Linked DNA regions of Rattus norvegicus: region 2 is linked to region 1. A link is a contact called in public Hi-C data. All regions are on one chromosome and are shown on one strand. The core of a region is the stretch at or near the end of the contact, and the rest is flanking DNA. Distances in the headings are between cores, read along the strand shown. Region 1 holds the start of Tmem59 (transmembrane protein 59). Region 2 holds the start of Yipf1 (Yip1 domain family, member 1).

Region 1 (7,058 bases), core at 90-2,589:
AAAATGCTGAAAGGTACAAAATTTACAATTTTTCATCTCAAAGGCACGAAAGCATTTGTCAATATGGAACATTTTAAAGTCACTGGGACTGCTATTCTAGCCACTTTGTAGCTTTAGAAGGCAAAGACGGATAGCCACAATGGTTAAGCAAATAGCATACAGAAGACGAAAGAAAACAAGGATAAAAAACCACAAGCATCAGCGAAAGCCCTTACAAGGCCAGGTGGGGAGGGGTATAAACCCTAATTATACATGGAAAACGGGTGGGGAGAATCACCAAGCAATTTAGAATGTTGAGTAAACAGAATTCATAAGAAACTGAAAAACAACTTAAGGAGGTAGAATTAAAGGCTAGGCAGCGGCTGCGGGGAGGTTCCAGGGGTAGGAATTGGTCCCTCTTCTAGCTACACAGCATAGGTCTTCAGTGGGACAGTCGAATTTCTTGATCCACTCCACTGATTCCTTATCTTCTGCACCGAGTGACGTTCATTTTACTTTATTTTTTTGAAGACAGAGCCCTAACTGCTGCCTCACAAAGGCATCCAGTCTCCTGCGGCAGCGTCTCGCACACACTCACTCAACACAGACAGGAAGTCCTCCTTTCTAGTGTGTCTCATAACTACTGAGGCTGACTTCACACTTCAGACCTCAAAGGAATTGTCGGCTTCTCCGACTCGCGGAACAGAACGCGTTTCGTCCCTTCGTCCCAGAGAGGCGCGCAATAAATCCGGGCTGGAAGGCAATATTTTGTGCACGCATGCATCCGCGCCTTCCTCCCCACCCCCCGCGCTGCTAGTAGGTCAGGACCCCCGCTCATTTCCAATCTACCCTAGCAAGTGATATACTCCCTTGTGGTCCCGCAGGCTCCCAAGGGTTCGCCTATTTCGCATCTTTGTATTCTCCCCCAGCCTATCATCGAGACCTGCAGCACAAACTTCCGGCAATTACAGCAGGAGCAAGGAAAACTGCAGCTACACCAAGGGGGGAGCAGCTGAAGCGCAGATTCACCACTAGGGTCTCGGCGCTGACACCGACATGGGAAGACGCGAGCTGGGGTACCGAGGGATAAGGGGAACTTGGTATCGATGGGCCCTACCTACCTTCGGGTAGGTGTGCAAAGGATAGGTCAGCTGACAGGCTCGGTGACAGGACGCCGTGTCTCCCAGGACCGAGTCAAACGCTTCGGCCGCTGCAGTTCCGGAGCCTCCGGCCAGCGCCATGGTCAGCAGCAGCAGCGGCGGGAGCCCCACCTGGGCCTGGACCCAAAGCTTCCCCTTTGGCGCCGCCATCTTGTTCCCCTCTGTCACAGCAGCCCGAATTGTTGCTGTTTTCTTTTCAGTGTTTCTCCTTCTTCCGGGCCAGCCCCTTTCCCCGCCCCTCCGGCCTGAGCTTCCGCCTCCAAGAGCTCTTTGGCTCCGCCCTGACCCGTCCAAGCAGCTACCTCCCGGCCGGTCTCTGAGACGGAAAACCTCTCGTGGGCGGGCTTGAGAACCGGGCCAACCATCTCAGCTCTGGGCTCAGAGCGGCGCCTGCCTCTTTCTCCGTGCCAGGCTGACTGGGGCCTGTAGTTCTCGGCGGCCGGGAGCGAGCAGAGGGGTGTTGCCTCCCTCAACCACAACTTCCGGGCTCTTCCCCGTGCGTTCTGGGAAGTGTAGTTCCTGCGAGTCACCAGCGAGGAACTGGGCCCCGGAAGAAGTGTATAAAATAGTTACAACGCGTGGTCCGGCTGGAGGTCTGGAGGGGTCAAGAGACCAAGCTGTAGGCAGGCTGATTTCCCGGTGGGTCTCAGTCGAACTGTGATTGGATAACCCCTTTCCAGGCCTCCGAGTGCTGGGGGCAAGGGAAGGATGGGATCCTTACGGACGTGGTTGGGGTTCTTTGACCACAGAGCAGTGGTTTCTGGAGCTGCTTCTGTATTGTGCTGGTGTCTGGAGATGGTTGTTGTGGGTCTTAGAGTAATTCTTAGGATTGGGGCTACCGCGGAGTGCTTGTAAAGAGGGATTCACTGAGCCCAGTGGAACCCTAACACAACTCAACCTAAACTGGAAAAGGACTTCAGAAGTCACCCCATTATCCTGGGTATTAGAATCCTATTCCTTCTAGAGCATGCCCTTCTGGAAGCTAGGAATCTAACCCAGGAAGTAGACTTAACTACAGTTTCAGTTTTTCAGAAGAAATTTCCTCTTTTGAGAAGGAATCGTATTTCCTGTAAATACCATCCAAAAGCCTCCATAGTTCAGGAGTGTTTAGAAAATCTAGTCGTGTCACTTCTGGGAGTACACCTGTCAATCTAATGAAGTTTCACCCTGTTTCTTGAATAGAATACACCTCAAGCCCCTGAAGATAATCAGAGCCCCCAGCAATGGATAAATTTGTCATTCGAACGCCTAGGATCCAGAATAGCCCGAAGAAAAAACTCAAAGAAAAGGTTTACAAGCAAGCCACGATTGAGTCTTTGAAGGTGAGAAGGAATGTGGGATGAGAGAAAATGTCCCAAGGACTGCCATAAAGAGACAGGGAATGGGTTTCATTGTAGGGAATCATGGGTTCTTGTTAAGCCCCCCCTCAGGGACCATTTTTTCTTTCTCACACACCCCGTACAGACTTATCAATTCCTGTACCTCTGCTATCCTGAATTAATCCAATTATTCTGGCTTTCGAGTATGGTTGCTCGCTGATAGGCTCACCACCCACCTTGATTAAAAAGTTTTGATATGGTTGGGGATTTAGCTCAGTGGTAGAGCGCTTGCTTAGGAAGCGCAAGGCCCTGGGTTCGATCCCCAGCTCCGAAAAAAAAAAAAGTTTTGATATATATATCAAATATATATCAAATATAAATCATATATATATATGTTTTCGAGACAGGGTTTCACTGTGTAGCCGTGGCTGTGGAACTCACTCTGTAGACCAAATTGACCTAGAACTCAGAGATCCTCCTGCCTGAACCTCTAGTGCTGGGATTAAAGGCTTGTGCTACCACTCCTGGCTAAGATTTATTCTTATTGTATGTGTCTGTGCCTGTGTGTGAATATGTTCACTGGAGGCTTTGGATCTCTCGGGAGCTGTTGTTATAGTGATTGTGCACTACCTAAAGTGGAAAGTTCAGATGCTGGAGACTGAACTAGGGTCCTCTGCGAGAGCAGTGTAGGGCAGGCATTCTAGCAGAATCATTATATCTAGGATAAACGTTAGGATGAAATAGCTGTTGTTCACTCTATGTAGGATAAACATCGGAATGAATCGCTGTGTTCTAGAAGTACTTGGACCTTGGGGAAATCATTGTAGAAAACAGTGATTGTTTTCTGTTATCTATGGAGTTGTTTTTCTGAAGGAGCTGTACAGCCTTTGCATGACTTTGGTCACAAGACAATCCTGGCACACTTGGAACGTTCTGCATTATTGGGTACTGCAAACACAATAAAGTTGCTGGGGTGTGATGTTTCCCTTCACAAAACACATAGACTACCTCAGGGACTTTGGTGTGAGGAGCTTGTGTCACCTAAAGGACAACTGTTGTTTTGCTTTTGCATGGCTTTTCGAGATTCAGTTCACAGAGGCTGGATCTCCCTCTTGCCAGCAAGGCCTTGATATGTCCTGTAGTGTCTCTCTTTCTCCAATCGACCCATAAGACCCAGAATGCCGACAGCAGTGCCCGCTCTCAACCACCTCTGAGCCGTCATCTCTCTGTCCCCAAAACTTTCCTCAAGAATATTAAGATTTCTAGTAAGGTTCTCTATACCCGTGGGTCAGGTGACCCTTTCCCAGAGGTTGCCTTATTGGGAAAACAGATATTTACGTTAGAATCATACCAGTAGCAAAATTACAGTAATGAAGTAGCAGTGAAAATAACGTTATGGTTGGAGGTCAGCACGACATGAGGAACTGTATTGAAGGATTAGGAAGGTTGAGAGCCACTGCTCTAGACAAACCTAGTGGAGTGTAAATGATGATATGGCATCTTATATGTCGTGCTTTGACCAGAATTGTAGCACATGGTTTCATGACTCATATGGTTCCACATTGCCACCCTGGACCACAGAGACTTAAATGTGCTGTTTGCTCGATGGAACTAAGTTTGATCCCAACTAGTTAGGAAGAGGCTAGGACTGTTTACAAATAATCAGCCAAGCTAAGTGTGCTAACACACACTGGTAGGCCTTGCACTTAGAGTGTTCTGATGGAACATTCAAGAATATAACGGGTTGCATAGCAAGACTGTCCAAGAAAGGAAAAGAACTACATTAGGGTGTAGCTCAGTGGTAGAGTGCCTGCTTGCCATGTGTGAAGGCCCCTCCAGTCAGTCTCCACACCACACCAAAGAAAAAAATTACAAGGCGACAGTCATGTGAATGCTGAATGAATTGTGATGTACTGAGAACAACTTTCAGAGAATCCTTTTGATTACATCTTCTGCGTTTCTGGCTTATTTTTAGTTTTCCTTGTTGGCTTCTCTATCCATGAGATTCCTAATGTTTGTGCTCCCCAGAGTTCTGCCCTGTTTTCTGTGTTTAACCAGGGTGTCCATATCCATCCCAAGGCTCTCCGTGTCTGTAACTGACACACCTACTTCTCTAGTCTAGATTTCTAAAGCCGAGAGGGCATCTGGGGCTATAAACAGCAATGGTAAGGAAGGCAGTATTCTGAGTACTTGGCTTAGATCCTAGACGTGTTCTTTTCCTCGGTTCCCTCCTAGGCTACCAGACCTGTATTAGAGAGCAGTGAAGAGGGCCTGCCAAGATAGTTTTGGCAGTGGGGACAGTACTGGGAATCAAACTCCAGGCTTCTTGAATGCTGAGTAAGGGCTCTACTGTGAACTGTATCTCCATCACCAGCCCCCTGTAATCCTTTTGCTAGGAATGCTCTTCCTTAGTCCACTGTCTTGGAAACAGTATAGTATAGTGATTAAGAATACGCTGGAGCCAGGCAGGCAAGATGGCTCAGCAGGTTAAAAGTGCTTGCTGCTAAGCCTGAAGATTTGAGTTCAATCTGGGGAACCACATGGGAGCAGGAGAGGACTGACTCCCATAACTTGTGTTACTGTCAGTCTCCTGGGTACAGAACCACTCTGACAGAGGAGGCTGGTCTTTGTGTCATTTGTGTAACTTAAGTATGCTCCTCTCGCTGCACTTACTTCCGCCTTTTCAAAACTGCTCCTTTGCATGTGTGCGTCCTCTGCTTCTGGCACTCTATAGCCGTACTCTGAGCTTCTTGAACATGTGTACCCTCTTGGTTTTAAGCCTACTGCCTGGCATAGGACCTGACAGGTAGGATATCTTTCTAAACAACCAGGTCACCCAGAACTCTACAAGTTTTGGCATGACACAGGAGGTCTTTCCTGTTTGGCTCCAACATGACTTATGCTTGTGGCTCTCCATTTATGTGAGGACATTCTGACCACGCCCCCTTTTTTCCTGTCTCTTTTAAGCCGTCACGGCTTTCTTTTGACCTGATGCTGGTCCCTTTTCATATAAAAATCTTTTTTTTATAATTTCTCATTTATCTACTCAATCAAGAACTAGTTTCCTTGGAAACTTAGCTCATAAGTTACATACAGGGACTCTGAAATATTTACCTCTGTGCCCTTGGAATATTTTAGTGCCCGATATATATTAAAGAGTCATTAAGCATTTGTTAAAATTGAGCATTGACATGTTTTCTGCCTCCTTTAAGGGAGGTGACCCTTCTATCTTCAGTCCCCAGCCCCTCTCTCTCTCTAAACTTTTGTTCATTTTTTAATATATATGACTGTTTACCTGTGTGAATATATGTGCGCCGTATGCATCCAGTACCTGTGGAAGCCAGGTGACAGCCTCAGATCATCAGGGATCTGGAATTACAGACCTTTGTCAGCTGCCCTGTGGGTGCTGGAAACTGAACCCGGGTCCTCCAGAGGAGCAGACAGTTCTCTGAACCACTGAGCTGTCTCTCCAGACCCATGTAACAGTCTTGATAAACAACTTTATGCCCAGCATAAATCTGAGTTCAAAAATATAAGCCTCAGACTTCCAATAAGGGCGTTAAAGATAATACTATAAAACTGATTTATTATAAAATTATCATATAAGCAATAAAGAAGAAAGCGAGTCAGGTGTTGTGACAAATGCCAGTAATCTCCACACTTGGAAGATAAAAGCAAGAAGATCGAGGAGTTTAAGGTCATTCTCTCCTGCTGAGTGAAATCAAGGCTAGCCTGAGCTATATGAGACCCCATTCCAAAAAATGACTGTTTCGGTGGTTAGAGAAGCCTCTGTGACAAGTACCTGAGAGGGTGGAAGGAGGGCTTGTCTAGGTAAAGGGAGGCTGCACACAAAGCCATGGGTGTCTGCCGTTCTCTTTCAGCGTGTCTCCGTGCTCTCCTCTTTAAGTGTACGGCGGCAGCGTTCTAAAAGCAAGTTGTGTTTACCTGTGTGTGATTTAGAGAATTTGCTAGATCCGCTCCCTGACAATTACTTATTCCCACACACCAGCTCTAGTTTTTATTTGTCTAGAGACAGAGCATCCCAACGTAGCCCGAGCTGACTTGTGATCTCGCTGCCTGGCCACCCTGTGTTGGGATCAGAGGTGCGTGCCACCCATGGCTGACTAGCATTCTGGTTTAATGGGAGAATCTGCTGAAGCTGAAGCCTGGTTTTTCCCATCAGTGTCAGGAATGACTCCCAATAACACCCAGTCTACAGAGCTGTCAGAGAACTAACAAACAGATGCTTGCTGGGGGCTGACTGAGCTTTATGCCTGGTGTGTCGTGAAGATCCATTGGTTTGGGGGTGGGGGTGGGGTTGTTTAGTTTGTTTTTCCCCACAAGACACCAGCAAGATGGCTCAGCTGGTAAAGGCACTTTCTGACCAGCACATGTGCCCTATGACCTAGGCATGCACACAATAAATGAATAAAAATGTAAAAAAAAGAGTTTAAAGCTCAAGATGGGGGTATGTGGTGATGATGATGATGATTGTGATGATGATGATGATGGCATTTATTGAGCCTGTTTTTATAGGCCAGATGTTATGCTAATGCTTTGCAGATATTAGCTCTCCAGTCGTAGTAACAGCGGCAAAAGG
Region 2 (7,193 bases), core at 3,422-5,921, 150 kb before region 1:
CCTCAGAAAAGAGGAGAGGTGAGGCAGGGAAATGCAAGTGGCCTACAGGCAAGAAAATGAAAACAAGACCAGGAAGCTACGGGCAAACTGGTTAAGACTAGTCACTTCTCACAAGTTGCTCATTCTGACCAAGGTCAGTACTGTCCTTGTCAGTTTTGTTTCTGTTTACTTGAGAGAGAGAGTCTTACTATGTAGTCCAAGCTGGCCTTGAACTCTCAATCATCCTGCCTTGCCCTCTGGAGTGCCTTGACTTCAAGTGCATGCAACCATGCAAGCCTCCAGGGGCTTCATCATATGGTTATAGTAAAGCATCTTAAGAGCCTTGTCAGCAGGTGCTGTACTGGGGCCAAGCAAGTGCTGAGTCAGGAACAGAGTCTGGGTTTCTGTCCTTTCCTAGAGAACACATACATTCAAATCCGTTTCCTCTGGATGAAATGTAGCCCCTTGCTCCTGGCTGCTCCCTGTAGGGGAGCCTGCTGCCCACTTCTCTCACCCCAGTGCTCTGCAGACTTCTGATGTGTTTTCTGTAAGAGACTCACTTTCCCTTCACTGCAGGATGAATCAGTGTCTGATTCCTATCCTACTTGTGACAAAGGACCCACGTAGCTGACGATGATGCCAAAGAGCTGCACAGTGAAGCCACTGCTACCACACACTAAGCGAGGGCTCCTCTCAAGGGCTGTGGACATAATTCAGTGTGTGGAATACTGAAGAGTCTTCCCCACACACACCCTAACCCTGTGCCCACGGTCACAAAGACCCACTTGGTGTGTACGCCACCCAATCAGATGGAGGCCTCCATGTCTCCCTGTGGCGCTCCTACCTTGTCCTTCAAGTCCTACTGAGTCCACTCCCATTGCTTCGAATCAAGACCATTTTGCTTGGTGCTGTCTGGCCTTCTGGCCTCTAGTCTGTCTTCCCCCACCTTATATTTAAGGCCACCAAATCTAAATAATGTTTGAACTTACCTAGTTACATGGCTTAAACCTTTCACAGGCTCCTGATGCTTTTCAGAATGCAAGAGAGCTAAGTGAACTCTCTAGGTCCTGGCCCATCCAGAGCCTTACCTGCTGCCTTCCCTGACCCTTTGCTGCAGTGCAGGAGGAGGTGAAGCTGTCCCCACCACATCTCCATAACTTTACTGAGATCCTTCCCTCTGCCTCCCTCAACCTTGCCGATCTCCTCCCCCAGGCTCTCATTCCCTCTCTCAGCAAACTTAGCCAGGCATCACTCACTCACACGAGGAAGCCCACCCTGACCTCCCCTCTGCTTCCCAGTCCCACACACCCACAAGTGCTTCTCGTGGGCGATGACCTGTTTACCCAAGTGAGGTCAAGGGTCATATACCTTGGTGTCACCACTGCCTGGCACTGTACCAGGCATGTTAAATGAGTAAGTGCATGGACGCTAAGCTCTGAGAAAAGTAAAAGGACAGAAACTGGAAGGTTAGTTCAAACCTCGGTCTCATCAGAGTCATTGGTTCCCAGCAGCTCCTCATCCTCTTCTCTCCCCAAGCTCCCGGGAGGTCTGGGCTGGTGTTTGAAAGATACACTGGGGTCCTCGATGTTTATCGTGGTAGCATCTGGGTTTGCTGCTAGCAGTGTGGCTCCATCACCGAATTCTGAAATGAAGCAAAGCATAAAGGCCTGGAACCCCTCCCCCACTGGTGCTGGATGCTTTTCACCAAAAGCTCTGGTGCTGGAGATGCAGCTGGGGGAGGGGGGGGCGCATGTAGAGCACACGCCCAGCAGGCCTAAGGACCTGGCTCCCGGTCCTCAGCCCCGCCGTGAACCTTATCTATGACACGCAGCAAGAGGCTTTGGAAACAATCTCAGCACCAGGGAGGCTAAAGCAGGAGGGTTTGACTCAAGATCCACCTGGGCACAAGGCACAGCGAGGAGGGGAACCAGGGGGATCATCTGAATTGTCTTTAGTAGGGTTCCCAATCCATTGGAAAATCTCTGATTCAGGCAAGTCCTCATTACCACAGACACCACGGGGACCAAAAAGCAAAGTGGAAATAACGGAATAAGAATCACAGAAAGAGTAGGGCTAGGAACATCCTGGTGTGCTTCTTTTCTTTGAGCAGTGAGATTCATGCCGGTGATGACCACTCCCTCACAAAACAAACACCTCCCTCAGCTGAGAGGGTACCAGGTCCTGTTCTTGGGTGTGCTCACGTCTAACAAACAATTCTAGAACCTGCTTTGTCTACTGGTGACAGCATAGAAACAATGACTTCTATGCTGTAGGAGTTTTTGAAGTACACAAGAGGTGACAGTGTAGACAAAGCTTTCAGTGGAGGGGCTATGGGGAAGAACACGCTATGACATATACATATGAAGACGCCATGGTGAACCAATTACTTTCTGAATTGCTACCTGAAAAATAAGTAAATAAATGAGCAGAGAGAGAACAAAAGAAAGGAAAGTAAGGGTATGGGGCTCCAGTCTTAAGATGGCCACTAATCAGTGTGGCCAGTAAGTCACCTGTGTGTGTGTGTGTGAGTGTGTGTGTGTGTGTGTGTGTGTGTTTATGCACGTGCCTGTGCATGTGTATGTGTAAAGTGTGTAATCATCTGCACGTGTATGCTTGCATATGTACAAAGAGAGGCTAAGATTGACATCAGGCATCTTCCTCCATCACTCTCCACGTTATTTACTGAGGCAGACACTCTTATCCACTGAGTCATCTCCCCAGCCCTAGGTCAGAGTCTTCCAGAGGTCCTGAGTTCAATTCCCAGCACTCACATGGTGGCTCACAACCATCTATAATGGGATCGGATGCCCTTTTCTGGTGTGTCTGAAGACAGTGACAGTGTACTCATATAAGTAAAACAAATAAATCTTTAAAAAAAAAAAAGAAAAAGAAAACAGGAGGCAACTGCTAATTCTGAGTTTATGTGCCTGTTGCCCATTGGAAGAGTTCTGTGAGAAAAATAAGCAAACTAGAAAAACCTGGGAGTGTCCAACAGCCTCTTACCAGGATGTTGTTAATAGAATCCTTTGAGGTCTGTGTCAGTAATGAAATCCACTGCTGTGGCAGAGGAGGCTGCGATCACAAGATAAAGGTGGGGACCCTCCTGCCATACCTTCAAACTGCAAGTCATCCACAGCTGCCATTCAGCCAGAGGCTCTTCTCCCAGGGCTGAGGAAGAAAATGTCCGGGGATCTAAAACAAAGGAATAAATCAGCTTAGGAAAATGGGACAATCTGCAAAAAGAATTCATAGTAAAAGAATGTTTAGAGCCAGCTGTGGTGGTAGCTTGTGCCTTTAACCCCAACACTGTGGAGGCCGAGGCAGGCAGATCTCTATGAGTTTAAGGCTAGCCTGCGGGGTTGGGGATTTAGCTCAGCGGTAGAGCGCTTGCCTAGCGAGCGCAAGGCCCTGGGTTCGGTCCCCAGCTCCGAAAAAGAGAAAAAAAAAAAAAGCTAGCCTGCTCTACACAGTAAGACCCTGTCTCAGAAATTAAAAATGATTCCTACATTTCTTTATCTTTTGTGGCTATGGGAGTCAGTTCTTTCCTTCCACCATGAGGGACACAGAATGGGACTCTGACCATGCTTGGGGACAGCCACCTTTCCCTGCTGAGCAATCTCCCCTGTACAATGCCTGCCTACTCTTTCAGTGGGGACTGATTGTTAATGTAACTATCACAGGTCATACAACTTGCTACTCAATGTAGCTCAGGAAGAGAGAGCATGTGTCGAGCTGAGCAGTCTCACTGAGTTAACTTAACGAGGAGGAGTGAGCCGGAGAATAAGGAAACTGACCTGGGGATAGAGTGTGTGACGAGTGAGAACTAAACACAGGAAAGTCCAGAAGCACTCAGGCCTCTCTCTGAGTGAGTGTCCAGCCCAGCCTGTGATCAGGACATCAGAATCCACCCAATGCAGGGAAGAACCATCCAGAGCAACACTGGACAGACTGATGGAACAGAAGGCTGGTGTCGTAGCACATTTGAATGCTTGCCTAGCATGCACAAAGTCCTGGGTTCAATACTCAGGGCCTGCAAATGCTGGTGCATGCCTGCAATTCCAGCACCGAGGAGATGGAGGCAGGAGACTGAGGAAGTTTTAGGTTATCCCAGGCTACCTGGTGAGCTCAAGACCATATGAGTTAGAAGAGGGCCCTTATCAACAAAAAGAGGCTGGCTGCAGGGGACACTCTCTGGCGCCTGAATCTTTAGGGGCCAGGTGCAGCCTCGAGATGCAAGAAAATGGAAGGAGAGCCTAGGATTTGGGAGAGGTGATGGGGAAAGCATCCCAGTGCAGCCGGTTTAAGGTCCTAGACCCTGGAGTCAGACAGACCTGGGTTTGAGTCCCGATTCTGTTACTTCTCTGATGTGTGTGCGCTCCTCCAGGACTCCTCATCTGTAAAATGGGTTCATTGTGGTGTCTAGACCATTCTAAAAGGTAGTGCATATAAGGCTCTTAGTGAAGAACCAGGCAATTAGTAGCGCTTGACTGTTTGGGACCCTGCACTCAGGGACCCGGGGAAACGCAGACAGGGTTTAGAGGGGGAAATGGTCGAGCAGCAGAGGCCCGGGCGGGTAGGAGATTCCCCAACTGGCCCAGAAGCCCTGATGCCCTCACCTCGCAGGGAGAGGGTCCAGCTGTCCAGGAATGATTGGGGCCTGTGATGATCTCTGCACTGGTAGCTGGTCAGCCTGGTCCCGGAAGCCGGAGATCCGGGGGAGGGCGTTGGATTTCTCCACCTCCTCCGGGCAGAGCACCGCCCCCTCTCTTAAAGCAAAAGCGGTCACCCAGCGAGGACTCCTTAGGCAACGGTGTCACCCTAGCAGCGGAGGATCTCTGAGCTGCGTCCCGCCCTTCTCGGTGGTCTTAAAGAGACATGCGAAGTAGGGCGAATTCTCAGGAGTTCGGGAGTGTTTTACTCTTTGTTTATTCGTTTTTCCTATGCAAATAGAAAAATGAAAAAGGATTGAGAAGAGGAAAAAAAAATACGTCACCAATTCCTGTTTTCTCTGGCCATGAAAACTTAACCAACTGGGAAGACTCCATAGCAGATAGCTTGTGAACCAAAGGAGTCCTCCTGTCACTGTTTATCTGGTGTTGGCCCCTCAGCTGTACCACCTAGGTGTCTGACAGTCACCTTGAAAACAGCAGGACTCGAGCAACAGTGGAGTAGTATGGAGAGCTACCTGTGGCCTGCTTTCTGCCTGGGCCTGGTTTATGAGTTCCTCCAAGCTTGGGAAACTGCCTCCTCCTACCCATAGAGGACTCTACCTGCTCCCCAGACTCCTGTTGCTCTATTAACCCCCTGGGTTTCCCCCAGCTTTGGCACTGCTTGCCTGGATTCTGTTTGCTCAGCTTTACCAGCCTGTGAACACTTTGAGAACAAAAAAGACCAGGAATGATTCTAGTCTCTGGGTGGCCAGGGTCAACCAAGGTGGTATCGTACAATTACTGTTCACAGTACTCTAACATGGACTGAAAGGGTCCATAGACAGTTCTTGCTGTCTGGGAGCAGTGTAAACAGCAGACAGCTGATTCACAGTTCATACAGAGAGACCAGTGTCTTTAGCCTATCCCACAGCAGACTTCCCATTTGATGTCTAAAATACTCCGATTATTTGTCGGCGCCAGCACCAACCTGGTACCGAGAATCGGGCGAAAGCCTACGGGATGAAAGAAACACACACACACACACACAGGTTATCGTGTCAAGCCAGGAGAGGAAGAGAGGAAGAGAGGAAGAGAGAGAGAGAGAGAGAGAGAGAGAGAGAGAGAGAGAGAGAGAGAGAGAGGAAGAGCGGAAGGAAGAGCGAGAGTGAGGAAGAAGAGTGAGAGTCTCCTGTAGCTTTATTCACTTATATACCCAAGTCTCCAGGTAGAAAATAACTGGGAAGCACAGTGGGAAACCCTGGCTCGTGACTACCTGGCTCATGACTTCGGTAACAAAAGACCAACTAGGAGGCCTGAATTAATTAGGGAGAAATCCCAGAAGACCAGCCTAAATCTCAAGGATAAAGGCTGAGGAAGTAAAAGGCAGAAGTAAATTGACCACCACCCAGGTGTGGTCCAGGTGTGTCAGTTCCACATGCGTCAGCCAGGCTCAGCAGAGGTCATGCAGTGGAGATATCGGGTGTTTACTACTTGGTCTTTTCTTCCTGTGCCGTAAATACATGGGAGAGGCCTCTGTCCAACAATCCCATGACTTTTACTGTGGCCATGCAGTTACAAAGCGGCCAGGCCCAAATCCAATATGGCACTACAATTATTTATCATGGTTGATAATGTTTTTCCTTTCTTTTTTTTTTAAAGATTTATTTATTTATTCATTTATTTTATGTATGTGAGTACACTGCCGCTGTCTTCAGACACACCAGAAAAGGGTACCAGATCCCATTACAGATGGTTGTGACCCACCACGTGATTGCTGGGAATTGAACTCAGGATCTCTGGAAGAGCAGTCAGTCCTCTTAACCGCTGAGCCATCTCTCCAGCCAGATAATGTTTTTCTAACTGGCAAGCAGTCAGGTGGAATCACACGCTAGCCATTTTAACTCCTGTGAAGGGACTTTGCAGGACCTCTGACTCTCAGAACAATACTGCAAACTTGAAAGGGCCACCCTTGTTGTATAAAGGAAACCGGGCTTAGAGTACGTGCTGAGCACTTTTGGTGACTGTCAGGAATAAGCATCGGCTTATGAATCCAGTCATGCAAGCATGCCCAGCGCCGCCTTTGTCTCACACTCACCTGTTGCTAACCTCATCCCCGCTGATCTTATTCCAGCTACAGCAGACAGACCCTGAGCAAAGGTCACCCCAAACCCATGCTACGGGCTCCTCCTCTTCTGCACCAAGCCTTGTTTCTTCATCCACAGGTCATGGGACTCTACTAAAACCACCTAGGACCCAGGCTGGTGCATCCCAGATGTGCAGAAGGGAGAGCAGTTAATGCCTCGTGGGCAAATCCTTGACCAATGGAGTCAACAGTTGGTGAACCCAGGCATCTTTTCATGTCTACAGGTGCACACTGATGCTTTCAAATACCCTGAAGGACTGAGCAGCCAAATCCCCTTGATGACGTATACCCAAGATGGCTACCTCTCTTCCCTGACTTACACTACCCCCTCCTCGCCTAGTCCTGGGACTCACACTGCATTATCCACATGAGAGCCCACTGAGGCACGTAGGCACCAAGCATGGACGCAGTCAGGTGTGTAT

What was found. Hi-C and Micro-C count contacts between places; a contact is called where the count stands out from the background.
Region 2: a Hi-C map of mammary epithelial cells shows a contact between it and region 1, with 1.9 times the contacts expected there. The contact joins the promoter of Yipf1 here to the promoter of Tmem59 in region 1. A contact is called at or near these places in 2 of 12 Hi-C or Micro-C datasets (frontal cortex and mammary epithelial cells).

The regions. Positions count from the first base shown.
Region 1 is chr5:127,185,601-127,192,658 of GRCr8, reverse strand. Tmem59 (transmembrane protein 59) reads right to left here and starts at 1,339. Exons shown (of 8, transcript NM_001139465.2): 1 at 1,101-1,339. The coding sequence starts at 1,289. Tceanc2 (transcription elongation factor A N-terminal and central domain containing 2) reads left to right here and starts at 1,674. Exons shown (of 5, transcript NM_001014260.2): 1 at 1,674-1,778; 2 at 2,322-2,461. The coding sequence starts at 2,363.
Region 2 is chr5:127,338,506-127,345,698 of GRCr8, reverse strand. It overlaps Yipf1 (Yip1 domain family, member 1), which reads right to left and starts at 4,671. Exons shown (of 10, transcript NM_199383.2): 1 at 4,596-4,671; 2 at 3,092-3,171; 3 at 1,458-1,621. The coding sequence starts at 3,122. LOC134486960 (a long non-coding RNA gene) reads left to right here and starts at 4,818. Exons shown (of 2, transcript XR_010066566.1): 1 at 4,818-7,185.